Regions from separate parts of the Sus scrofa genome. Here all the other regions are linked to region 4. The links are chromatin contacts, called in public Hi-C, HiChIP or PLAC-seq and promoter capture Hi-C maps. All regions are on one chromosome and are shown on one strand. The core of a region is the stretch at or near the end of the contact, and the rest is flanking DNA. Distances in the headings are between cores, read along the strand shown. Region 1 holds the start of NPAS4 (neuronal PAS domain-containing protein 4). Region 2 holds the start of PELI3 (E3 ubiquitin-protein ligase pellino homolog 3). Region 3 holds the start of ZDHHC24 (probable palmitoyltransferase ZDHHC24). Region 4 holds the start of RBM4B (RNA binding motif protein 4B). Region 5 overlaps C2H11orf80 (type 2 DNA topoisomerase 6 subunit B-like).

The links. Promoter capture Hi-C pulls out the DNA fragments that hold promoters and counts their contacts. A called contact is a pair of places that touch in the nucleus more often than the background predicts. HiChIP or PLAC-seq counts read pairs in DNA pulled down with a chosen protein or histone mark.
Region 1: a promoter capture Hi-C map of fetal liver shows a contact between it and region 4, with 6 times the contacts expected there. The contact joins the promoter of NPAS4 here to the promoter of RBM4B in region 4. A contact is called at or near these places in 4 of 5 promoter capture datasets (fetal liver, fetal skeletal muscle, liver and 1 more), 8 of 47 Hi-C or Micro-C datasets (embryonic fibroblasts, fetal liver, heart right ventricle and 5 more) and 1 of 2 datasets of contacts at active chromatin or transcription factors (alveolar macrophages).
Region 2: an H3K27ac HiChIP or PLAC-seq map of alveolar macrophages shows a contact between it and region 4. The contact joins the promoter of PELI3 here to the promoter of RBM4B in region 4.
Region 3: a contact with region 4 is called in a Hi-C map of liver, with 4 times the contacts expected there. The contact joins the promoter of ZDHHC24 here to the promoter of RBM4B in region 4. A contact is called at or near these places in 1 of 5 promoter capture datasets (liver), 3 of 47 Hi-C or Micro-C datasets (heart right ventricle, liver and skeletal muscle) and 2 of 2 datasets of contacts at active chromatin or transcription factors (alveolar macrophages and skeletal muscle).
Region 5: an H3K27ac HiChIP or PLAC-seq map of alveolar macrophages shows a contact between it and region 4. The contact joins the enhancer-like site here to the promoter of RBM4B in region 4. A contact is called at or near these places in 2 of 5 promoter capture datasets (fetal skeletal muscle and liver), 10 of 47 Hi-C or Micro-C datasets (embryonic fibroblasts, fetal skeletal muscle, liver and 3 more) and 2 of 2 datasets of contacts at active chromatin or transcription factors (alveolar macrophages and skeletal muscle).

The regions. Positions count from the first base shown.
Region 1 is chr2:5,993,810-5,998,406 of Sscrofa11.1, forward strand. It overlaps NPAS4 (neuronal PAS domain-containing protein 4), which reads right to left and starts at 2,131. Exons shown (of 8, transcript XM_003122496.5): 1 at 1,812-2,131; 2 at 954-1,105; 3 at 678-780; 4 at 290-563; 5 at 1-108. The coding sequence starts at 1,986.
Region 2 is chr2:5,958,378-5,962,949 of Sscrofa11.1, forward strand. It overlaps PELI3 (E3 ubiquitin-protein ligase pellino homolog 3), which reads right to left and starts at 1,409. Exons shown (of 8, transcript XM_013994053.2): 1 at 1,257-1,409; 2 at 1-236. The coding sequence starts at 150.
Region 3 is chr2:5,871,617-5,876,029 of Sscrofa11.1, forward strand. ZDHHC24 (probable palmitoyltransferase ZDHHC24) reads left to right here and starts at 2,893. Exons shown (of 3, transcript XM_003122494.6): 1 at 2,893-3,289. The coding sequence starts at 3,009. ACTN3 (alpha-actinin-3) reads right to left here and starts at 2,163. Exons shown (of 21, transcript XM_003122492.4): 1 at 1,939-2,163. The coding sequence starts at 2,088.
Region 4 is chr2:5,742,951-5,747,612 of Sscrofa11.1, forward strand. It overlaps RBM4B (RNA binding motif protein 4B), which reads left to right and starts at 3,324. Exons shown (of 2, transcript NM_001123188.1): 1 at 3,324-3,735. The coding sequence starts at 3,324.
Region 5 is chr2:5,609,350-5,613,947 of Sscrofa11.1, forward strand. C2H11orf80 (type 2 DNA topoisomerase 6 subunit B-like) reads right to left here. Exons shown (of 13, transcript XM_021082776.1): 10 at 4,215-4,325; 11 at 1,508-1,606. Among named protein-coding and RNA genes, the nearest start is that of RCE1, 16 kb to the left of the region's middle. Within about 2 kb of position 2,117, at least 1 of the 83 cell types and tissues checked has an H3K27ac peak or open chromatin away from gene starts, as enhancers often do. A contact at or near this core is called in alveolar macrophages, where this site is marked.

The sequences.
Region 1 (4,597 bases), core at 881-3,380, 250 kb after region 4:
AGGCGGTAGTGTTGAGCAGAAGCATGGCCCAGGTCTTCAGGGTGCAGCAGTCCATACCATGATTTACAGAGCAGTTCACTGCGCTCAAAGCCCAGGTAGATTAGGACACTGGGAAGGTGGAAAGGGTGAGGTCAGCTTTCTGTTTTCCTTGCTTGATATCCAGGCATCTCACTCCCTTCCATGTCCTCTATCCCCTTAGAGCCCATCCTCCCTGCCCCTGATTCCAGAATCTAGGGTCCCCTCACCTCTGGCCTGACTTTGTCTTGGGGTCTGAACATTCTGGGCTTACCTTTCAGAGATGTCCAGTAGGGCTAGGTCCTTAGCATGACGGCTCTGGAACATGGCCAGGAAGAGAGAGGCAGGGCCAGGACCAGGGCCAGGGCCAGGGCCAGGCCGGGGTCTTGTCTCCAGTGGGGCACAGAAGGCTGTGAACACAGGATTTCCTGCCCAGTAGGCTCCAGGTGGGTGAGCATGGAATCGGCCTCGAATAAGCACCAGTTTGTTGCCTGCACTCTGGCGCCTGAGTGACTTGGAGGTGTTGAAGCGACAGCGGAACAGGCGATCTAGGTGAGTGAAGAGAAAAATCGGTAAGCAAGTGAATGACTGAGATGGTAAACAAGAAGGAGCAAGGCAACGGGAGGGATATTAGATTGAAGAAGGGAGAAGCAAGTTCTTACCAGTGTCCAGGGAAGAAGGCAGGCTGAGTTGCTGGCGCACAGTTAGGTGGTCAGCTGGATCAATGATGTCGTAGATACTATCACCCTGGGCAACCAGATCCACCTGGAGAAAGATAAAGAAGAGATGACCATTAGTGAAGGCAACAATCCCTGGTACATAGCATCTTGTAGGATATAACCCCTCCATACCCATTAATTCTCAAATTCTCAGAAGTGGAAAGCTATTATGTCCCCATCTGTGCCAGAGCCCAATCTGAAAAGACCCTCAGGACTCACCATGGAGTGGCCCAGATGCTCGCTCACACTCTCAGACAGATAGAGCAGCTTCCCCTCCGCTGTGAACACAAGCAGAAAGCCAGGTAGTGCTGCCACTATCTCTTCAAGCTCTTGAGCTGAGAGAAGCCCTGTGGAGCCCGCCAGAGGAGTGCCTGCAGGGTAAGAAGATATGATGAGTCAGGAATAAGGCTGAGAAGCGAAACAGAAGTGAGAAAGACATGGACTGAGTTTCAGAAAATCCAGAGGACTTTTTCATGGACCTGCCTCTGCACACACCTGTTGACCTGCTGTTCGCAGCTCTTGCCCGGGGAACCTGTTGCTGGATCTCTCTAGCCAGCGAGCCCTTCGACCTCTAAGTCGGGGCTGGGGCATCTGCCGGTATGGGTTTCAGGACCACGGACAGCGCTCCCGAAGGCTACTGAGCATTCAGCACCATGGGCAGTGCCCTGCAACCCCCGTGGCTCTGTCAGCACCGCGGACAGCGCTTCAACAGCTGCAGAATTGCCCTTCCAGTATCTCTAACGGCGGTTGTTTCCCCATGTTTTGGCAGCTCCGTCCCTGCAACTTCCCGGGCTTCCCTCCCTTGGCTCCCGGAGCTTCTCTCCGCTGGTGGGGACTGGGGCCATCGTGTCCTGGCTCTCCTCCTGCCATAAGTCTGGCACCAGGGACACTGCCCAAGCTCTCTAACCCTCATTCAGGTTTGGACAGAGCTCAGGAGGAAAAGTAGGAAATCCTGAGTTCTCCAAGTTCCTCCTCACCCCAGCTCGCAGACACGCTGCCTTAGACCTGAGGCAGTCCCAGCGGGTTCCCTCAGCTTCACTATCCCTGATGCTTGGGTCTCAGCCCCAGTTTGCTCACCTCCAGCGAAGAAGACGCCCTTGCGAGTGTAGATGCAGGCAAGACTCATAATGTGCAGGTAGGACAGCCGGACCTTGTCTGCTTCGGCCAGAGGCAGCAGCTCCTTGAGATTCCGGATCTCAGCGTTGATCTGGTCGCGGCGCGCCTTGGAGGCGCCCTTGGTGGAGCGGTACATGACTAGCGGCTTCAGAGCTCCAGCTCGAGCGCTCCGAACACCTGCGTTCCTGTCCGGACGCACCGGTGGCTTCCTCCTCCTTGCTTCCCCGTCTCTCGCTCAGGCTCGCTTGCTCGCTCTCTCTCCTCTCCTGGGCTCCGCTCGGCTGCGCTGCCCCCCTCGCCTGCCTTGTTCCGCCTTATATAGCTCCCGTCAGGCGTGGGGGGCTCGCTTTAGAGAAAGGGGGGGCGGGAGGCTGGGCTAAGCTAGCTGCAGCGGGAGCTGCTGGCTGGTGGGGGGGGCGCTCCTCCTCCCTCCCAGGCATCCAACGTCATCCCATGACGTAGAACGAGAGCGGGAGGGGTGCCGGGGGGTGGGGAACGCGGAGAAGGAGGCTGCGGAGGGGGCCGCGGCTGGCGGCAGCTGAGCCGAGAGGCAAGCGCTGCGTTAGGAAGGCCTGCAAGGGGGTGCAGGGACCCGAATGTGTTCAGCTGAGGGAAGGGACAGGGCAAGGGCTGAGGCGGTCTGAAGCCCCTGGCAGGAGAGTCTGCAGAGGGCAGAAGGGACTGGTTCCGTCACCGATTTTTCTAAGGAGATAAGGGAATGGGGAAGAGCAGAGTCGTACACAAATTCCCCCTCCCTTTGTGCCAAGGTCACGTTCTTTCGGGGGAGGGACGGGGGGAGAAGGACCTTCCTTGGCCTCTGTGGGATAGGTCAGAGCTGGGGTTTCTCTCTAGAGATTACTCAACTGTGGGATTCCCTTATCACTTTCAAAGAACAATTCTCCTCCCCCTTTTCCAAACCCAGGTCTTGGCGATTTCGCAGGGGGAGTTTAGTTGGGGGCGGGGGTCTAAGCTTCTAGGATGAGTGGGAAAAGGGTCCTGGTATCCTGAGGGAGAGGGACCAGCTGAATTTGGCTTCGGTTCTATTTTCCCACAGCCCAAAATAGGAACACCTGCACCAACTCGGCAGTCTGCAGTGACCCTTTGTTTCTCTGTCCACTAATTAACCTCAGTCCCTCACGGGGGGAAACTGAGGCCGGTCCCAGGGCCTGCGGAGAATCTGGGTCTACACCTAAGTATCCCTTCCCCCATTGCCAGCCCCAAAGCCAGCGGCTGCCCCCGCGCGACTGCAAGGCTCGGTCTCCCCGCGGGCTGGGGGCGGGGGCGGGGCCGGGGGAATCCCAGCTCCATATTAGGACAGGAATCCTCCCGCGGCTGCCGCAGCAGCAGCAGCAACGGGCGGGGCCTGGCTGCCTCCGCAACGCTCGGGAGGGCTCCCCCTCTGCCTCCTGCGGGGAAGATGGAGAAGCAGCAGAGAAACGAGGGGGGGCGTTCTGGACCCTCTGCAGGTTCCAAGCACCTACCAAGGACCCCTTAACTCTGTCAGGCTGTCCACAGTGCTTTCCGACCCCCTCCCCATCATCAGCGGCAGGACTTCTCCCTGTGTCTCCACTTTCAACGCTCCACATACCCCCCTTCCCCCGGCCCCAGCTAGTTTTGTTACCTCTTTGCCTGCTTAGTGGTCTGTCTCAGCTTTGTGAGCCCTCTACCCACCAAACGTTCCCCCTCTGCTCTCTGGAGTCTCTCTTCTTTCCTTTGTCAATTTTGTCTCAACATCATGTCTCCTTTGCTCTGTCTCCCTCCTTCTTTCTCTTTTCAGCACCGGTGATCACTGTCTACAGGGGCTGAGGGGTGCCTTTGTTTCCCCTAGAATCCCATGAAAGTAGAAAAATAAGCTATGGGACATTCTATCTGAAATCGAATTCTGTGGGGTAGGGGTGTGTGTGCAAAGTCACTTGAGGGGCTGGGTTAGGGTTAGGGTTAGGAAATGAGGTCACTTAGAAGCAGGGGGAAAGGGGAGTTCCCATCGTGGCGCAGTGGTTAACGAATCCGACTAGGAACCATGAGGTTGCCGGTTCGGTCCCTGCCCTTGCTCAGTGGGTTAATGATCCCGCGTTGCCGTGAGCTGTGGTGTAGGTTGCAGACGCGGCTCGGATCCCGCGTTGCTGTGGCTCTGGCATAGGCTGGTGGCTACAGCTCCAATTAGACCCCTAGCCTGGGAACTTCCATATGCCGCGGGAGCGGCCCAAAGAAATAGCAAAAAGAAAAAAAAAAAAAAAGAAGAAGAAGCTGGGGGAAAGGGATCGGCCTGCTTGTAGAAAGTCACATGGGAGGGGTGGAAATAGACTTTGACACCAAGAAGCGAAATTTGGGGTCAAGGAACTCTTTTTCACTCTTCATAAAAAAGGGTGGTGGTAAGACAGGTAGAGTGGGAGGAGGAGGGCTAGCTAAGAAAAGGGTCTCTGCGGACCCAGTCCTGACATCCTGTGCATCTTGCAGAGGTTGGGACATCCAGAGCAACCATCCTATATTCAGTAGCACAATTGAGAGGGAGGGAAGAGGTAGGTCTGTCTGTCTGTCTGCCTTCCACTACCCCCAACCTTATGTACCTGGGTGGACATAAAAGTGGCTCCTTCAGAAAGTTTGTTCCAATTTCATCTCTATCTGGTCCCTGATGTACTTACCCACCCCTTGCTGAAGCTTCTGTTTGGACCAGCTCCTGATCATTGGACCCCCTTCTTGTATGAAAACCCAGGGCAGTATTCCTGTTTTCTTCACTCATGGTGTTT
Region 2 (4,572 bases), core at 159-2,658, 210 kb after region 4:
CAGAACGATGAGTTCACCGTATTTGATGGGCTCCTCCCCTGGCTGTGCATCTTCACCGGGAGAAGAGAGGATGCAAGAGCCCTGGTTCTCTGGGTGCTGGAGGTCTGAGGTTCGGGGGGACCCCACTTCAGGGTTTCCTTCCAGCACCATTCTGGGCAGAGTGAGAGAGAAGAAAGAGAGCTTTGCAGCCTCTCATCCCAACGCCCCTCAGTGCCAGCTGCTGCAGGCCACCTAGGCTGAGACCAGAATGACCTTTCACCCACACTGTTGCTATGGCAACCACTAAGCTGACAGGGTTGCTGGAATACCCCAGAAGGGAGATGGATGGAATGGAACCGGGAGGGAGGGGCCACAGTCAGAGGGTCAGAATGTTCGGCAAGGCCAGAGGGATGGACTGGCTTGGGTGGCCAGAAGCTTCTTTTTGGCCAGGACCTCAGTCTGGGATCTGCTTGGGAGAAAGGCACCCGCAGGGGCTGAGGGCCCTTACTGCTCGTCTTAGACTCAGTTCCTGGGTTTTGCTTTCAGCCCTAAGACCTCTGAGTAATCCTTCGGTCAGGTTCTTGGAATCTACCTGTCCATCTTAATCTTTCTGCCCCTTTGCCAGTCTAGGCCTCTGTCTGTTTTCTCAATGACTCTCTGTCCCCACCGCTGTCCTTTTCACCATCTCTCCCCACCCTCCTCTCCATCTCTGCCTGTCTGACCACCTCTACCTCCTTATCCATCTGCCTCAGTCTCCCTATCTTGTCTTCACCCTGTGGACCCCTCCCAGGCGGTCGCCCCCTCCCTCCCTCCCTCAGGTGTCAATCTGCAGTCCCTGGGCCGCCCCGGGTCTCTGGAGGCCTGTGGGGGCGGAGCTCCCCCCTCCCGCTCGGGCTGCAGCAGAGCCTGTCTCCGCAGGAAGCCTGTTTGGAAAACATCTCCGCGCAAGAGGGACTGCGCCGGGGCAGGCCGTCGCCCCGCGCCCGGGGCAGGTACAATGACAGCCCAGCGCATACGCAGATATACACCCGGCGGCCCTTCCACACAAACACGCGCGCGCACGCACACAGTTCCGCACAACCCGAGCCCCGCGGGCAATGCCCAGACGGGCGCAGAGCCCACCCTGGACCCGCGACAGCAGGAGCGATCGCGCAAAGAGCCACAGGCGCCCGCCCTCGGACCGAGTACCCCCGCCACTCAGACACACAAACACGCCCCCCGCGCCCGCTGGGGCCCGCCTGGCGAAGCCCGCGCCCCCTCCGTCCCGGCGGCCTCACCTGGCCGCGCTCCCGACCCCCGCTCGGCGCCGCCTCCCTCTGTGCCTCGCCCTGCTCGGCCCAGGGGCCGCTGCAGCGGGATGGGCCCGGCCCGCGGCGTCTCCGCGCTGCCTCGTCACGGGGACACCCGGGGCCCAGGGAGGGGTATGAGCGCGAACAGCCAAGCCCCACCCTCTGCCCCTAGGCCCCGCCCCGTGTAAGCCCCGCCCCACCCAAGACTCCGCCCCTTGCGGCGAGCCTTAGCCCCAGTCGGCAGAGACCCTCCCATTCTCGAGATGACGCCCCTTATATGGCCCCGCCCCGGCCCTTGGAAGCCCCGCCCACCACTGTCTTAGAACCGCCCCCGCCCAACTTCGCAGCTCCAGGACTCTCAGGCAGTTTACCAGAACTCCCTCCTCCAGTTCGGCTCCCCAGACCACGCCCTAATTTGGGGGGACTCCCGGGTTCTCCCTGAGACCCTAGCTTACCCTCACCGACCACAGGCTAGGGTCTTGGCACTGGGCTGGAGGTCCCTTTCCCTGCCTTAGTCTGGGGACTCTCCACTTCCTGCCCGAGACCCCGCCTCCCACATGGGGAAGCCGCGGCATTAGAGGAGGAGAGAAGCAGGGGCGGGAAGGAGAAAGAGAAGGAAAATACTAGAGGACGCGGGGGAGGGGGTGTGCGTCTGCAGGAAGGCCGAGGAGAGCCGCTGCGTTTGACTCCCAATTGCAGACCCGTCTTCCAGCTCAGCTTGGCTACTTTCTCACTGGGCGGCTCTGGCCACCCTCCCCACCCCATGTCCAGGAACACTCCCTCCCTCCAGCTTGCACAGACCACCCGAGATGCCACAAAGAGAATGGAGACTTTTGGGGGTTTGTAGTCCCCTCTAGGCCTGGACTTGTAAGAGAATTCCTCTCTCTGTCTGTGCCAGGTGCTGTGTGCTGTGATTTGAACAAAATAAGCCCTTTAAGAGAGTTCCCGTCGTTGCTCTGAGGTAGGAAGTAGATGGGCCCCTGGGCTGAGAATAGCTGGGACTTGTTAGGCTGAGTAAATTGGGCCTTGTTTCTCTTTAACTCTTAAAGGAAAAAGTTAATTGCAGGAGCCGAGCTCTGCTGAAGTGGAAAAGAGATGACCGGTTCCATCACTCTTGGGGTCAAGGAGACCTCCCCAATTACACATACGCTGTAAGACTCCTAGGGGTCGGAAAGGGAGGGGGCTCCAGGCCATAATAAGTCCTGCCAAAAGATGTGCATACCTATTGGGGAGGGTCCCGTGCCCAGTCTGGTATGAGAGATAAAATAAGATAACTGGCCAAAGGCAAACAAAGACCCGGAAGAATTCTCCTATATAAGTGATTTAAATCACCTCTCTGGTGCGCTCCTCACTGGGGGACACTGGCACCCACACTCCTCTACTTCTGACTCAAATAAACTACTTCTCTGTGTGCTCTCCCACATGTTGTAAGGTGACTCTAACAATAAACTTTGTACCTATTTTCACAGTCTTTGCCTCCTTGAAACAGTCTTGCTTTCAACAGGGGGCAAGAGTCAGGGCAGTTCTGTCTTAGCCTCTAGCTAGTCTAGTGGCTGGGATTCCTGGTTTTCAACCAGGATATTCAGGTTCAATTCATTTCCTGAGCAGAAAATTAAGATCTCGCTCCAAGCCATCACTCATTGCTGTCTTTCTGAGATCAACTCAGCAGTAACAAACCCGACTAGTATCCATGAGGACATGGGTTCTATCCCTGGCCTCACTCAGTGGGTTAAGGATCCAGCATTTCCATAAGTTGTGGTGTAGTTCAGAGATGATCCTCAGTCGGAGACAAGGCTTGGATCTGGCATTGCTGTGGCTGTGGGGTAGGCTGGCAGCGGCAGCTCCAGCTCTGATTCACCTCTACTCTGTGAACTTCCATATGCCGTGGGTGCGGCCCTTAAAAAAATAAAAAAATAAGCCCTTTAATTCCTGGGAAACCAGTACTATAATCACCCATTATACAGAAGAGAAAGCAGAGATTTAGGAAACTGACTTCATCATGGTTATTTTTCTAGAAAGGGGCCAAGAGAGGCTCTCAGCTATGTGACTTGAAAGTCTGGGCTCCTGACTTCTCCACCTTGTTGCTGTGACTCAGGATGGCAGGATGGCACTCGGAGGTTTGGGGCAAGAGAGACCCAGAGATAAATCAGATAAGATCCCTACAGCTCGTTATCCCTTGGTCTGATTGGAACTATAACCAAGAGCTGGGGGGAAGCCCAGAGGTTGGACCTTGAAGTGCAAGTTTCATTGAGGAAATCAAGGAAGTCTGCACAGAGGAGGTGGCCTTTGGCCCCAGTCAAGAAAGATAAGTGAAATTTGCCCACACATTCCAGAAAGGGAGCACACTTCTCCTCTGTCCCCCCAGTTTGTTGCTTGAGAAGCTCCCAATCTCCAAGACTCCTCCTGGACCCCATCACCCACCACATCCGCACACCCTACTAACTCCCACAGCTAAAAATAGCCCAAGAGACCAACTGTTTTGCCAACTGTTCTGGGGCCCCAGCAGCCAGATGAAACAAGAAGGCAGCTGACAGCACACTCTTTGAGGACAAAAGCACTCATTAATCAAAGAGAAACTCCCTGAGAGGCCACCTCCGAGCAGGCTGGATGGCTGGGCTGCAGGAAGCAGGTCGTACAAATCCTGCACCACAGGATAGCTTCCATCCCTGAATGCCTGCAGCATGCTCACCTGCATGCCGGGTGTGCACAGCCACAGTAGGACACGGGGACAGTCTCACTCTCCTTTGCACGCCCAGCTTCCAGCACCTTGCCAGCCAGAGCAGGCCGTCTGTGAACATGTACTGAATTACTATTAGAATCCCCAGTTTAGGAGTTCCTGCTGTGGTGCAACAGGACTGACAGTAATCTCTGCAGGGACAGGGAGGCGGGTTCCATCCCCTGTCTGGGCGCAGTGGGTTAAGGACCCAGCGTTGCTGCTGCAGCTGTGGTGTACTTCGCAGCTCCAGCTGGGATTCGATCCCTGGCCCCAAACTCCCTATGCCCCAGGAGCAGCCAAAAAAGAAAAAAATCCCCAGTTTGCAGATGAGAAAGCTGAGGCTGGGGGAGGGGAGCAGCCAGGCAAGTATGGAGCTGAGGTTTAACCAGAGCCCCGGCTTCCCCTAAACTGAGGTGAACAGCAAGGGCTAAGAGGGGTTCCAAGGCTTTGTCCCAGGAGGTGTGCATTTCTTCTGGGCTGGAGTGCTAGGCTCGCAGCTGCGTGGTAGGCACGGCCAGATCACAAGGGACCTCTGGGAGCATGGGGCGGGCCTGATTCCAGCCTTGCATTGTCCAGATCAGGGACAGG
Region 3 (4,413 bases), core at 1,643-4,142, 130 kb after region 4:
GGCAGGAAAGCTTTCAGGCAGAGGAGGGAGAGGGGCAGACGTGTGTTTTAGAAAGCCCACTATGCTTCCAGAGGGGAGACAAATGGCTTGGCCGAGCAGAAGGGAGAATTGAGGAGGCGGCGACTGAGACCAGCGAGGGGGACGGGGCAGGATCAAGTGGATGAGATAGAAACATTTGTCCCTGCTGGAACATAAGCTCCCTGAGGCAGGGGCTTTATTTTGTCCCCTGCTGAATTCCTGGCATCTGAAACAGTGCCGGGCAGTAGGCCCGCTCTAAGACATACTGAATGAATGTTTTTGAATGAAGTGGAATAAGGAGGACTCAGGTGTCGGCGGGAAGAGACAGGAGGGCTCCAGGACCGGGAGGAGAAGCAGGGATGGGGTGGGGCTAGAGACGTTCATCACTTTGTAATAAACAACATTGGCTGAAAAGAAACAACCTGAATGTCCAGTTCCAGGGGATGCCGATGAATGTGAGGAGCACCTACGCTGTGCACTGCATGAATGGGTGAGGTGAGTGGCTGTAAGTGGGGTCGGGAGGATGCTCTCGACCTTTGAAGTGATGAAAGCAAGTTACAGGCTGGCATGTGCCTAATGAGGGGTCTGTGACCCTGGATCTGGGAGAGGTTTGGGGGGGTAGGGGGAGGAGTTTTGCAGGGCAGGTGGCAGCTGGAGCCAGGGGGCAGGGATGACATCACTGGGAGATGGCTGGGTCCAAGGACTGCAGCCCTGCTCGGAGACAGGTGCAGGAAGAGCTGGGGGCGGGGGGGCGTGTCACCCAGGGCACCCTCATCAAGTCAGCTGAGCCTCCCAGCCCCTGGGGTCACCTCCTGTCATCTAACCCAGCGGAAGTGCTCTGATTCTAAATCCTGGGATTCTCAGATCCTGCGAATTCCACTGAGTACCCCGTTCTCGGCCCTTTCCTGGTGTCATACACTTTTGGCAAATGCCGAGTGGGGTCGAATGACCTCATGGGCCCTCCCTACCCCTGGCCTGACACTCCCCAAAGTTTCCTCACTCCAGTCCGGATCATTTTCTCTTTTAGGTCCCCAGGTGTCCTACCCTCTCCATTTGGGAAAGTCTGGGAGTGAAAATAGATCGGGGAGGGGAGGCCCAAGTACCCTACAAGGCTGGGCCTGGGTGGCAGCTGCCCATGTGCCCCTCTCAGGTCCTCCAAGGCGCTGCCTCAGCACAGAGTGACCATCTGGTCAGAGAGTCAGGTTACACGTAAGGAAACCCAGGGCTCCCCCCCACCCCCCCCACCCCCACCTGTGGCCTTTACAGCAGACTCAGGGCCCCTGGGGTGGGGAGGGGTATCCTGGGAAAGAATCGGGGTGGGGCAGGCAATGGGCAAAGACCCTCAGGTTGCGGGGGTCCTGTTTTCTGACAGTGTATGATTTGGGTCCTATCTCGGCCCCTTTCTAGGCCTCAGTTTCCTGATGCGACAACTGGGATAGGTGAGCATGGACATCACACTGGAGAGAATAGGGAGAGGGTGAGAGGGGGGTCTGGGACGGTTACCCCTTCCCCCACACTCCAAGTCCACTATTTGCTTGGCTGCAAGTCCTCAGGTGGAGTCTGGGAATATTTCACCAGAGAGTTGGGGGTGTGTGGGGGGGCCCCACACCCCCACCCTCAAACTTGGATCTCCTGGGCTTCGCTCACCCCATATTCCTTAGCAGAAATGGAGCAGTAGGCCCAGGGGAATGAACCCTGGGGGGGGGGTGGGGAAACTCTTCTTATCCTAAACCACTGGAGGGTCCCCCAGCCCCCTCTTCCAGCCCTGGGAGACAACAGGGGCTGATGGGCAGAGCCTCGGCTAAGGAATAACACCGAGGTTTAAGACAGGCTCTGCCCCTCACCTGCTAAGATGCCAAGGACAAACCGCCTGGCTTCTCAGGCCTCAGTTTTGCCATCAGGAAATGGGCTAGCACTCACTTTCCTCTGCTGCTTCTCCCAGGCCGGGTCCAGCAGCAGGTCGCGGTCCCAGTCCTCCTCCTGTTCCATGTACTCGCCGCCCCCGCCGCTTCCGCCTGCGAAGGGCCCCTCCCGGGTCCCCAGACCCTCGGGCTGCATAACCATCATCATCTTGCTTGGGCTCCTGGCTCCGCTGGGCTCCGCGCGCTCCAGAACTTGGGGACCGCATTAAGTAGCCGCAGACCCAGCCCCGGATCGGATTCGCGCTAAATATGGGGGAAGAGGGAGGGGCCGGATTGGGGCGAGGGCGCTCGAGACCAGGCAGGAGGTTGTCCTGGGACTAGGAGACTGCAGAATTTTGAGGCGCTGGGGTGGATCTCATAGCGGAGATCCGGGATTCGCGTTTTGGCTCCTGTGTGACTTTAGGAAAGTCACGGGCCCTCTCTGAATCTATTTCCTCAGGTATACAACGGAGATGACGATAACAATAGCGGTTGCAGACCTCTCTAATCTGCCTTTGGGGTCTCCTCCTGACCCTCTTCCTGCGCCCCCTTGGTGGGAAACAAGGAGCATTATTCCCATTTCACAGTCAGAAACACCGAGGCGCAGAGTTGATTTGAATGTTTTCTCGGGTGACGAGGGGAGACACTAGAGGAGGGGGCGGGGCTTCAAGCCAACTGGATGGGCCGAGGCAGGGCTATTAATATCGGGGCGACTAAGGGTTGAGGGAGAATGTGCTGAGCCGGGAAACCCGGACGCCACTGAGGCTGCAACTCTATCTTCTTTGGCGAGCCAGCCAGCGGGACGGGGACTCAGCAACGGCGGGAGGGGCGGGGCCTCCGCGGGTGGGCGGGGCTATAACGGCGCCGCCCTACCAGGCTCTAGCGCCGACGAGGTTCCAAGCCTTTCCTTGGCTCGTTCGGCCGTCCAATCACATCTCGGTATCTGCCTGCCGCCGCCTGTGAACCGGAAAGCTCGCCTCACCTCTTCACAGCTTCTATTGGTCGTGGCAGACGTCCTTTTGACACTATCCCCGCCCCGATACGGAAGCGGCGGGGTACTCCCGATCCCACCGCGGGTGGGCCCAAGCCATGGGGCAGCCCTGGGCGGTGGGGAGCGCCGAGGGGGCACACGCGCGGCTGCCCCTTGTGCTCACTGCGCTGTGGGCCGCGGCTGTGGGCTTGGAGGTGGCCTACGTGCTGGTGCTTGGTCCTGGGCCTCCCCCGCTGGGACCCTTGGCCCGGACCTTGCAGCTTGCCCTGGCAGCCTTCCAGCTGCTAAACCTACTGGGCAACGTGGGGCTCTTCCTGCGCTCGGATCCCAGCATCCGGGGTGTGATGCTGGCCGGCCGTGGTCTGGGCCAGGGCTGGGCGTGAGTGGGGCACGGGGTCTGGCAGGGGTGGGGTGTGGGGCCGGGGGAGCTTGGGGCAGGGGGAGGGCCCTAGGACCTGATGATAGAACCAGTTTACAAAGATCCGCTTGTTGGAGCCAGAGAACTCCTTTAGAACCAGAAGCCACAAGAAGTATCATTCATTCACTTACAAACATTGAGTACCTACTGTGTGCAAGGTACTGTTCTAGGCACTGGAGGTGCAATAAAACGTATTCCTGATTTTAGCGGAGGAGGGGGCAGATGATAAACTTCAGGTGTAATAAATAAACAAATAATATAGAATGTTAGAAGCTGGTGGTGGTAAAGAAACAAAAAGAGCAGCTTAAAGAGGATGCAAATGGCAGTTTGAAACAGAGTGGCAGGCCTCATTGAGAAGGTGGTATTTGGACAAAGACTTGAAGAGGGTGGGAGAGTTAGCCCCACTCATCTGGGGAAAGAATGTTCTAGGCAGAGGGAACAGGCAGTGCAAAGGCTCTGAGGCAGTTGTGTGCCCAGCATGTTCCAAGAACAGCCAGCCAGCCAGTGTGGCTGACGTGGAGTGAGATGGGGGAGAGGAGAGGTTAGAGATGTAAACCTTTGAATTTGTGGCTTTTTACTAGAAGCGAAATGGAGAGCTGTTGGAGGGTTTTGAACAGAAGAGGGGCATGATTTCAATTTTCTTTCTTTCTTTTCTTTTTTTTTTTTTCCTTTTGCGTTTTCTAGGGCCACATATGGAGCATATGGAGGTTCCCAGGCTAGGGGTCTAATCGGAGCTGTAGCCACCGGGCTACGCCGCAGCCACAGCAACGCAGAATCCGAGCCACGTCTGCGACCTACACCACAGCTCACGGCAACACTGGATCCTTAACCCACTGAACAAGGCCAGGGATGGAACCCGAAACCTCATGGTTCCTAGTCGGATTTGTTAACCACTGCACCACGACGGGAACTCCTCAATTTTCAAAAGATCAGCGTTGTCAGGTTCAATCCCTGGCCCAGGAACTTCTGAATGCCACATCCGTGGCCAAAAAAAAAAAAAAAAAAAATAGAAAAGAAACATCCTGGGGACAAAGGTGGAATCAGGGAGATGGGGCAAGAGGCTGCTGCAACAATCCAGGGTAGAG
Region 4 (4,662 bases), core at 2,074-4,573:
AACTTGTGCACGCCATGGGTGCAATTGAAAAAAAAAAAAAAAGACATGTCTTGTAGAAAACAAATTTATGGTAACCAAAGGGGGGTTGAGGAGATGGATAAATTAGGAGTTCGGGATTAGCAGATACAAACTACTATTTTAAAAATAGATAAACAAGGTTCTACTATATAGCCCAGGAAACTATATTTAATATCTTGTAATAACCTATAATGGAGAGGATATGAACAAAGTATATATAACTGAAATCACTTCGCTGTACACCAGAAACACAGCACTGTAAATCAACTATACTTCAATTAAAAAAAAAAAAAGACATGTCTTTCAAGAACACAAACAAAATAATACACACTAAAGTCATTTAATGGTTGCCTATGGGGGAAGGTGAAGGAAGGTAAAAGGGAATAAATGAGAACAGGGAAATAGGAGTTCCCATCGTGGCTCAGTGGTTAACGAATCCGACTAGGAACCATGAGGTTGTGGGTTTGATCCCTGGCCTCGCTCAGTGGGTTAAGGATCTGATGTTGCCATGAGCTGCGGTGTAGGTCAAAGATGCGGCTTGGATCCCGAGGTGCTGTGGTTCCGGCGTAGGCCAGCAGCTATAGCTCCGATTCGACCCCTAGCCTGGGAACCTCCATATGCTGCAGGTGTGGCCGTAAAAAGCACACGCACACACACACACACAGAGAGAGAACAGGGAAATAGATGAGGGGACAGGAGTTGGAATGGTACAGTCAGAGCTATGAGGAGGAACAATATAAAAAGAGGAGAAAAGAATGGTGAAAATGAAAATATTAAAAGGGTGAAAACTGCTAAAACACCATTAGTTTTGGTGACCTCAGAAAACTTGCAGAATTGGAGAAAGACCTCAAAAGACAGTGCATGACGGTGAATGACAGACAGCAGGTCCGGACTCTATTTGCAAAGTCTGTGCTGGAACACAGGAAGAAACCCAAGTTAGAAAACAAGCAACGGTGGGAGTTCCGGTCATGGCGCAGTGGAAATGAATCCGACTAGAAACCATGAGGTTGCAGGTTCGCTCCCTGGCCTCGCTCAGTGGGTTAAGGGTCCGGCATTGCCATGAGCTGTGGTGTAGGTCACAGACACGGCTCGGATCTGGCATTGCTGTGGCTGTGGCATGGGCCAGCAGCTGTAGCTCCAGTTAGACCTCCAGCCTGGGAACCTCCATATGCCGCAGGTGCGGCCCTAAAAAGACAAAAGACAAAAAAAAAAAACAAAAAAAAAAACAGTAATGGTGAAGATGACTGTAAACTATTTCAGAAATGGGCAAGGAGGTCCCTACACATGTTTCAAAAGTCTGAGTGTAGAGAGAAACTGGAAATGACCAAGAAGAGAGGGAAAAGGAGAGAGAAATAGAATTAGGTGGGAGACAAACATGAGTGTTATCAGAATTGGAAGAACAGTGCCTCTTCTGAAATTGCCGGAATTTCAAAAAGAATTCAGGGAAAGAAACATAACAAAGTAGTTGGGCAGGAAGAGAGCAGCCTGGAGAATTTGTGCCTGATAGTATCTGAGAGGATATCAAGGAGGAACGGTGACTGACAACCAACCTGGCATGCTCTACCTGCAGATAAGCTCAGGCCATCCATCTCCATAAATGTCTATTCTTTGTTCAAAGCTAACAGCGAGTAATTCACATTAATAACTTCCCTTCTTGCCACCAGGAGGTGCCCTTGGACCACAGCTGAGTTCTGAAAGCGAGGAAGTGCCGGGGAACTCAATTTCCCAGCCCTCCCGCGGCTTGGTGTGCACGTGGGGACGCTGGGCTACCCCTGAAACAAGCACCCTCTCTGGGCCTGCACACCAGGTATTCCTTTGGTGTGCTCGCCAAGGACCAGAAACGCGAATGACACACAATTAGGGCCTAGTTCTCTAGCTAGGGAGGGAAAACTCGCCTTTCAATACATATGACAAACGAAACTTAACTAAGTTAGCCTCTTAGAGCTACTCAGCTCTGCCATTTTTAGTCCTCCGTTTCCTCACCAATGAATAATGTTTGCAATTTAAAAATTTTTAATTATGTTTAAAAACTCTACAAAGAAAGATTAGGTTTGCCTAAAATGTGGCGCGCCCGTATTTCTCAAACGTTCTCCCAAGCGGCCGTAGAGGATGGCCAGGCCTCTGAGAAAACCGCCTTTTAGCGGACCCAGTGAGATAACCCTTTGTCATCAGCCACTGCCCTCCTCCCCCACCCCCATGGCCCAATAGCACGATCCATTGTGATGCTTAGTGACTCTCCCGGGCTTCTGATTTCACCCAGGCAGTGGTTGCGTCCAGAGCCCTTCTGACGCAGGAGCTCCGACCCGCCACCTTCCAGGGTGGTGATTGGCTACCGGGGGGCAGGGGGCGGGCTGACCTCCGCGCCGCAGCGCCGTCACCAGCTGGCCCCGCCCCTGTATCGGGGCGGCTGGGAGCCGAGCCCCGGGCAGCCATTTGTATGCGGCCGCGGGATTGGTCGCCCGGCTCCCGCGAGGGGGAGGGGAGGGAGGCAGCGCGCACTCGCGCGTGCGTGAGCTGGCGCGCGAGAAAGGGCCCGGTCCCGCCGAGGCTCGAGCGGCCGTCGCCATTTTGTAGGGTTCTCTCTGACGCGGGAGCCGCCGCCACCGCCGCCGCCACCCGGAGGTGCGAGGGGTTCTTGTGGGTGTGTGGGGGGCCTGGGAGCGGGCCGGGCCGGGTCTCTGGCGGACGGGGACGGCCTAGGGTTTGCCGTTCTCCTCACACTGCAAGAGGTCCGGGAAGACAACGGGAGGAGGCGGGGCCGGGTCTCCGGAGGGGGCGGGGCAGGGGTCAGGTCGAGTCTTTGTTGGGGCGAAGGAACTGGAGTTGGGCCGCTTGAAGAGGGGTGGTCCTAGTTTGGGGCCAAGGAGGCCTTTTTATTCCTAGAGTATCGTGAAAGGTGATGCTGCACGGAGGAGAGGTACCCAGATTTCCCTCCAAAACCGTTGTTACCAGGGACAGTCAGATAGATGCCTCTTGCTCCCAGCTTGGAGTCTTCTCGTACCTGCTCCCCCAAAAAGAGTTTTTTAAACCAACCCTGTGCTTAGAATGTGCCTCATTTTACAGAGATGTTGGACTATGCAATGCATGCTGACACCCGCTCTGTTTGCACATTACACAGAGCTTACACTACTCTTTCAAAGCAAATCTTTTCCCTCCGCTCTTGGAAGAATAATGAATGTCTATGTGAGGATCTTGAAGATGCCAAGAACTTCGGAGGATTAATCCAAAATGCAGTGTACCGAAAATTTCTCCTCCACTGCTAACTTTTGGAAATTTCGTTTCTTTTCTCCCAGGCTCTTGTCAGGATGGTAAAGCTGTTCATTGGGAACCTGCCCCGGGAGGCCACAGAGCAGGAGATCCGCTCACTGTTCGAGCAGTATGGGAAGGTGCTGGAATGTGACATCATTAAGAACTACGGCTTTGTACACATAGAGGACAAGACGGCGGCCGAGGATGCCATTCGCAACCTGCACCACTACAAGCTGCACGGGGTGAACATCAACGTGGAAGCCAGCAAGAATAAGAGCAAAGCTTCAACCAAGTTGCATGTGGGCAACATCAGTCCTACTTGTACCAACCAAGAGCTTCGGGCCAAATTTGAGGAGTACGGTCCAGTCATCGAATGTGACATCGTGAAAGATTATGCCTTCGTACACATGGAGCGGGCAGAGGATGCGGTGGAGGCCATCAGGGGCCTTGACAACACAGAGTTTCAAGGTGAACTGCCCTGGGGCCTGGGTGGCGAGAGTGAGTGGGGTCTAGTTCTAGACAGAGGCAGAAACACAGGACCATGGGTCTGGTAGGGTGGTGTCTTCCATTCTATTTCGGTTGGAAATAATAGATTGTATGTTTACCACACTTCAGCACAACTTACTCTTGGAGAAGCAAACACTTCTCCTTTTCACCTTTGCCAAGATGTTCCTCAGCAACTTTGTAGAATCTCAAACAGTGGGGGTTACCTTATCCTGCAGCCTTCATTCACTTAAGTGCTGTTGGAGGTTTAATCTGCCTGGGCCAATGAGTACCTCATGGGAGAGGGGAGGACGAAGGCCTGTGGCTTACCTGCTTCTTTTATGATATGATGGAAAGTGTTATATTAGAGAATTTATTTAATTTTTTGGACTGCGGCCACAGCATGTGAAAGTTCCTGGGCCAAGGATCGAACCCACACCACAGCAGTGACAATGCCAGATCCTTAACTTGCTGAAGCACCAGGGAGTTCCTTTTAGTTTTATTTATTTATTTATTTATTTTTTGAGATTTTAAATGGTTAAGATTTATACTCTTTACTGCTTTGAGGTATGAGTTATGGGAAAGGAGAACCGAGACATCTAGAGGTGTTCCTGGTGGTGACTCTGGATTAGCTCTTTGCTCAGATTTGCTCAGTACTGTGAACTATACAAGCAGGTCCAGAGACCATGGCAGGGACTAGACTGTTCCACTTACTGTTATTTAACTCGAAGGGAAAAAAAGAAAATTTCTAAAAATATTAGGTTGAATGGGAGTGATGGTCCTGCTTATGAGATTTGCAGTAAGGCTGCTGTATTATTTATGTTATTAATAAAGGTACATATGTTGTCGTTAATGCCAGGAGGTTGTCTGAAGACTCTAGAACTGTGCTCATGTGGTAGCCACTAGCCCCAT
Region 5 (4,598 bases), core at 867-3,366, 130 kb before region 4:
TACCTAATACTCCATAAATTATGACTTTCCTCTCTGTTTGATGGGAATAGGTACTATTCCTGGCCCTGAGGAAGCTCTGCATTTTGTTCCCTCTAATCCTTCTGGGTGGTTCTTCACTGGGACAGTTTCTTCACCTGAATGAGCCGATCAGTATTCAGCTGAATACTGGAGAGAGGAACCTCTGGGTGCAGCTGTCTCGTCTCGTCTCCAGTACTCTGCCCTGAAAACCTACGCTGCTTTGGCATCCCTGGACTCCCAGCTTCATCTATTTAACTCAGAGAGCCCACTAGGCTCTGCCTAGATGCCTGTTCCCTACGCCCTAGCTTCCCTGCTTTTTCTAGGCAGTGTGTAAGACAATCGTAGGGCTCACTGTGTTTGTTTTCCATCTCAGGAATAGCTACCCCATTCATTGTCTGAGGCCCAAAGTCTTGAGAACCATTGTTTCATATGTTGTATTTTTTGTTGTTGTCCAGATTTTTGGTTATTTCGGGCAGGAGGGTCAATCTGGTCCCTGTTACTTTATCTTGGCCAGAAGTCACTGTATATAATTTTGCCCTTAATATCATTTATTTATTCATCTTTTACTTTAATATCAGAAAAGTCACTGAATATAATTTCACCCTTAATATTGTTTATTTATTCATCTTATACTTTAATTCCTGATTGTTACAAAGGGAGTTAGAGAAGTGGGCTTCAGCTGGAACACTACTACTACCTACACACAGAATCTGGAAATACATACAATTTCCCAGCTATGATTTCTCTTCACTCCTTAGAGAAGCCTGTAACTATCTGACCATCATCAGGGCAGAGACCCCAACTAATGCAACTCTCTATCTCCAGCATCCAAAAAGGTGAATGGGGAGTTCCCGCTGTGGTACAGTATAGTGGGTTAATGATCTGGCTTGTCTCTGTGGCCTTGACGGTTTGATCCCCAGCCCAGTGCAGTGGGGTAAGGATCTGGTGTTGCATAGCTGTGGCATAAGTCACAGCTGCAACCTGGATTCAACCCATGGCCCAGGAACTTCCATGTGTCATGAATATGGCCAAAAAACAGGGGGAAAAAGGTGAATAGATAAAAGTATGTTTTTCATTAGGCAAAGCTAAACATAAGAATTCCACCGTATTGTCATCATCACAAAAGTAGCTACGTGCTTAGCACTTTACATATATGATTGTATTCAAACCTCACAGTGATCATTTTAGGCATGTATCATGCCTGTTGTACTGACAAACTGAGACTTGGAAAGGTTAAATAGCTTCCACAAGAACGTCATGTAACCAGGTAGTGGCAGAAATGGAATTCAAGCAACATCGCTAACCATGCTCTTAGTTGCTATGTAATACTCAATTCTATAAAGTTTTTCTAAACCACAGGCTTCCATGCTGAAAGGCTAACCCGCGATTGCGCAGTCTAAAGCACCCGCACCTACCCACCTGTGTTCAGGGTTCCCACACTTCAACATGGAAGATTTCCATCAAAGTCTGGTTATTACTCTACGCTTACCTGCTTCACCTCACATGAGCAGTGGAGAAGAAACTGGTGCTGGGTGATCTCATGAAATGATTTATGCAGCTTGGTTGCAAATTCCTGTGTGTCAGATGCCTAAAATGGGCCAGAGATAGAATATGCTGAGTTCCAGTACTGCCAACCAAAGCTAAGTGCCCACAGGAAGTTTACATGGGGAGAGGCTGAGACAAAGAGAAAAGCAAACCACTGACATCCTTCGTGTTCCTCAGCTGTTACGGACACAGGAGAAGGAGGAAAAAGGTCTGGGTTATTTGACATGAGACAGGTAGTTGTGGCTCCTAAGCAAGATCTTTCAAACAAGGTCTTTGTTCTCCTCTCTTTAGGAGATAAATATCCCTGAGAGCCACCTGTTCAAGAAGAGGTTATATACACTGCTCTCCTCTAAAACAAGTTCCAAGAGAGGGGAGGTTCTACTTAATAACTGAGGCTGAAACAGGAACGTCTTCTAGGGAGAAAAAGAACAAAGTGACATAGTTTACACCCATCAAGAATGGGTCACAGCTTCCTCTCTTTAGTATAGAATTGTAGCATATTAGAGTCAAAGGGGACCACGTAATCACCTCCTACAATACACTAATTCTGTAGATGAAATTCAAAAAGGAGAAGTGACCCACCCAACTAGCACGTGTAGAAGTTAGGGCTGATTCTAGCATTGCCAGTATAGTGTTCTTCTCACTACCTCGTGCCATCCACATGATCCAGAAAGCTGAAGCTGTGAGAAGATGCACTAGATTATGAAGTTAATTGCTTTGACCAATTAACTCTGTTTATAGAAATTTATTCTGGGAAATAATTCAAAAGAAGCAAGATATCACATAAAGATATTAACTGAAGTACTATTTATACTGGCAGAAAGAATGTAAACAACTTAAACGTCTATCATTAGGGGAATGGTTTATTAAATTAGATTAAACCAACACAACAGGAATATTGGTTAAACACACAGCTGCAACCTGGTCCAGGGAATTTCCATATGCTGCAGGTGTGGCCAAAAAAAAAAAAAGATTGTTCAAACAGGGGGAAATATTAAATTACATGTGAATATAGAATATTTTGGTTATAATTATATAATGCAGATAATATACAAAGTCAAAAATTAAGTGATAAAATTTATTAGTTATTAATTTAAATTTTGTATATATTATACTACCTTTTCAAGAAAAAAAAGTATCAGAGCTCCTGCTGTGGCATAATGGAAATGAATCTGACTAGTATCCATGAGGATATGGGTTCGACCCCTGGCCTTGCTCAGTAGGTTAAAGATCCAGCATTGCTATAAGCTGTGGTGCAGGATGCAGACGCAGCATGGATCTGATGTTGCTGAAGCTGTGGCATAGACCGGTAGCTGCAGCTCTGATTTGACCCCAGCTTAGGGACTTCCATACACCACAGGTGCAGCCCTAAAAAGAAAAAAAAAAAGTACAAAAAAAAAGGAAGCAACCGATATGGAATGAATGCGTTACCCTACTGATAATACCAAATGGTCAGCACACATTGAAAGGAAGGAAGGAAAGAAACCAATATTTATTAAGAATCTACCATGTGTTATAAAGGTTCACATCCAGCCCTCTACTTCATAATAGCCCTGTGTGGGACTATTATTTTTTTCCAATTTGTAGATGAAATTCAGAGTTCAGGAGTTCCCGTCGTGGAGCAGTGGTTAACGAATCTGACTAGGAACCATGAGGTTGCAGTGCAGGTTCAATCCCTGGCCTTGCTCAGTGGGTTAAGGATCCTGCATTGCCGTGAGCTGTGGTGTGGGTTGCAGATGCGGCTCGGATCCTGCATTGCTGTGCTGTGCTGTAGGCCGGCGGCTACAGCTCCGCTTCGACCCCTAGCCTGGGAACCTCCATATGCTGCGGTAGTGGCCCAAGAAATGGCAAAAAAGACAAAAAAAAAAAAAAAAAAAAAAAAGAAGAAGAAAAGAAATTCAGAGTTCAGTAAAGGCCTAAGTCCACATAGCCAGCAAGTAAATGAGCCAAGGTTTGAACTCAGGCCTCTGTTCCCAAAACTTGTTACACTACTCCACACTGCTAAATACATGTAATCCTTACGGTTGCTCAGTTATTTCCAAAATGTTCTGTCACCATGAGGTAATAGAACCTTCTTCAATAAGAAGTTGGGAGGGGGGAGTTCCCTTCGTAGCTCAGTGGTTAAGGAACCTGACTAGGATCTATGAGGCTGTGGGTTCGATCCTTGGCCTCACTCCGTGGGTTAAGGATATGGGGTTGCCATGAGCTGTGGTGTAGGTCAAAGACGTGGCTCAGATCTGGCATTCCTGTAGCTGTGGCATAGGCCAGTGCCTACAGCTCCAATTCCACTGGGAGCTTCCATATGCCATGGGTGCGGCCCTAAAAAGCAAAAAAAGAAAGAAAGAAATTGGGAGGAATTCCCATTGTGGCTCAACAGTCATGAGCCCAACTAGTATCCATGAGGATGTGGGTTGATCCCTGGCCTCGCTCAGTGGGTTAAGAATCCGGTGTTGCTGCAAACTGCAGTGTGATGCAACATGGATCTGGTGCTGTGGCTGTGATTTAGGCTGGCAGCTGCAGCTCTGGTTTGACCCCTGGCCTGGTAACTTCCATATGCCACAAGTGTGGCCCTAAAAAGAAAGAAAAAAAAAAAAAAAAAAAAAAAAAACAGAAAACCCTGGCACTTTCAAACATCCTCATCTCCTACTAACTTGAAGCGTCTGGAGGCAGATCTTTCGGAAGTTGCTGCTGGTGCTTGCAGTCATGATACTCATGATGGAATTTACAGCCACTGAGAGTGAGGCTTGCAGTTTCTGATGAGCCTAGAGAACAAAACAAGTAAAGAGGGGACTTCAGTGTATAATAATTACAAGCTGCTGGTTCAGAGAATCCCAAAGGAACCAAAGATTTTAAAGCAGGATTTGAACAGTTCTTCCCCCACCATCAACAATACTGAGATCATAATATATACATGACACTTGGGAATTTAAATAAATAAAAAATGTTCTCTCCTTTCACAGAGGTGACTTACTGACACAGACACATTCAGAAAACACAAGCAGTAAGACACTAGGCAATAAAACAGATACAATTAC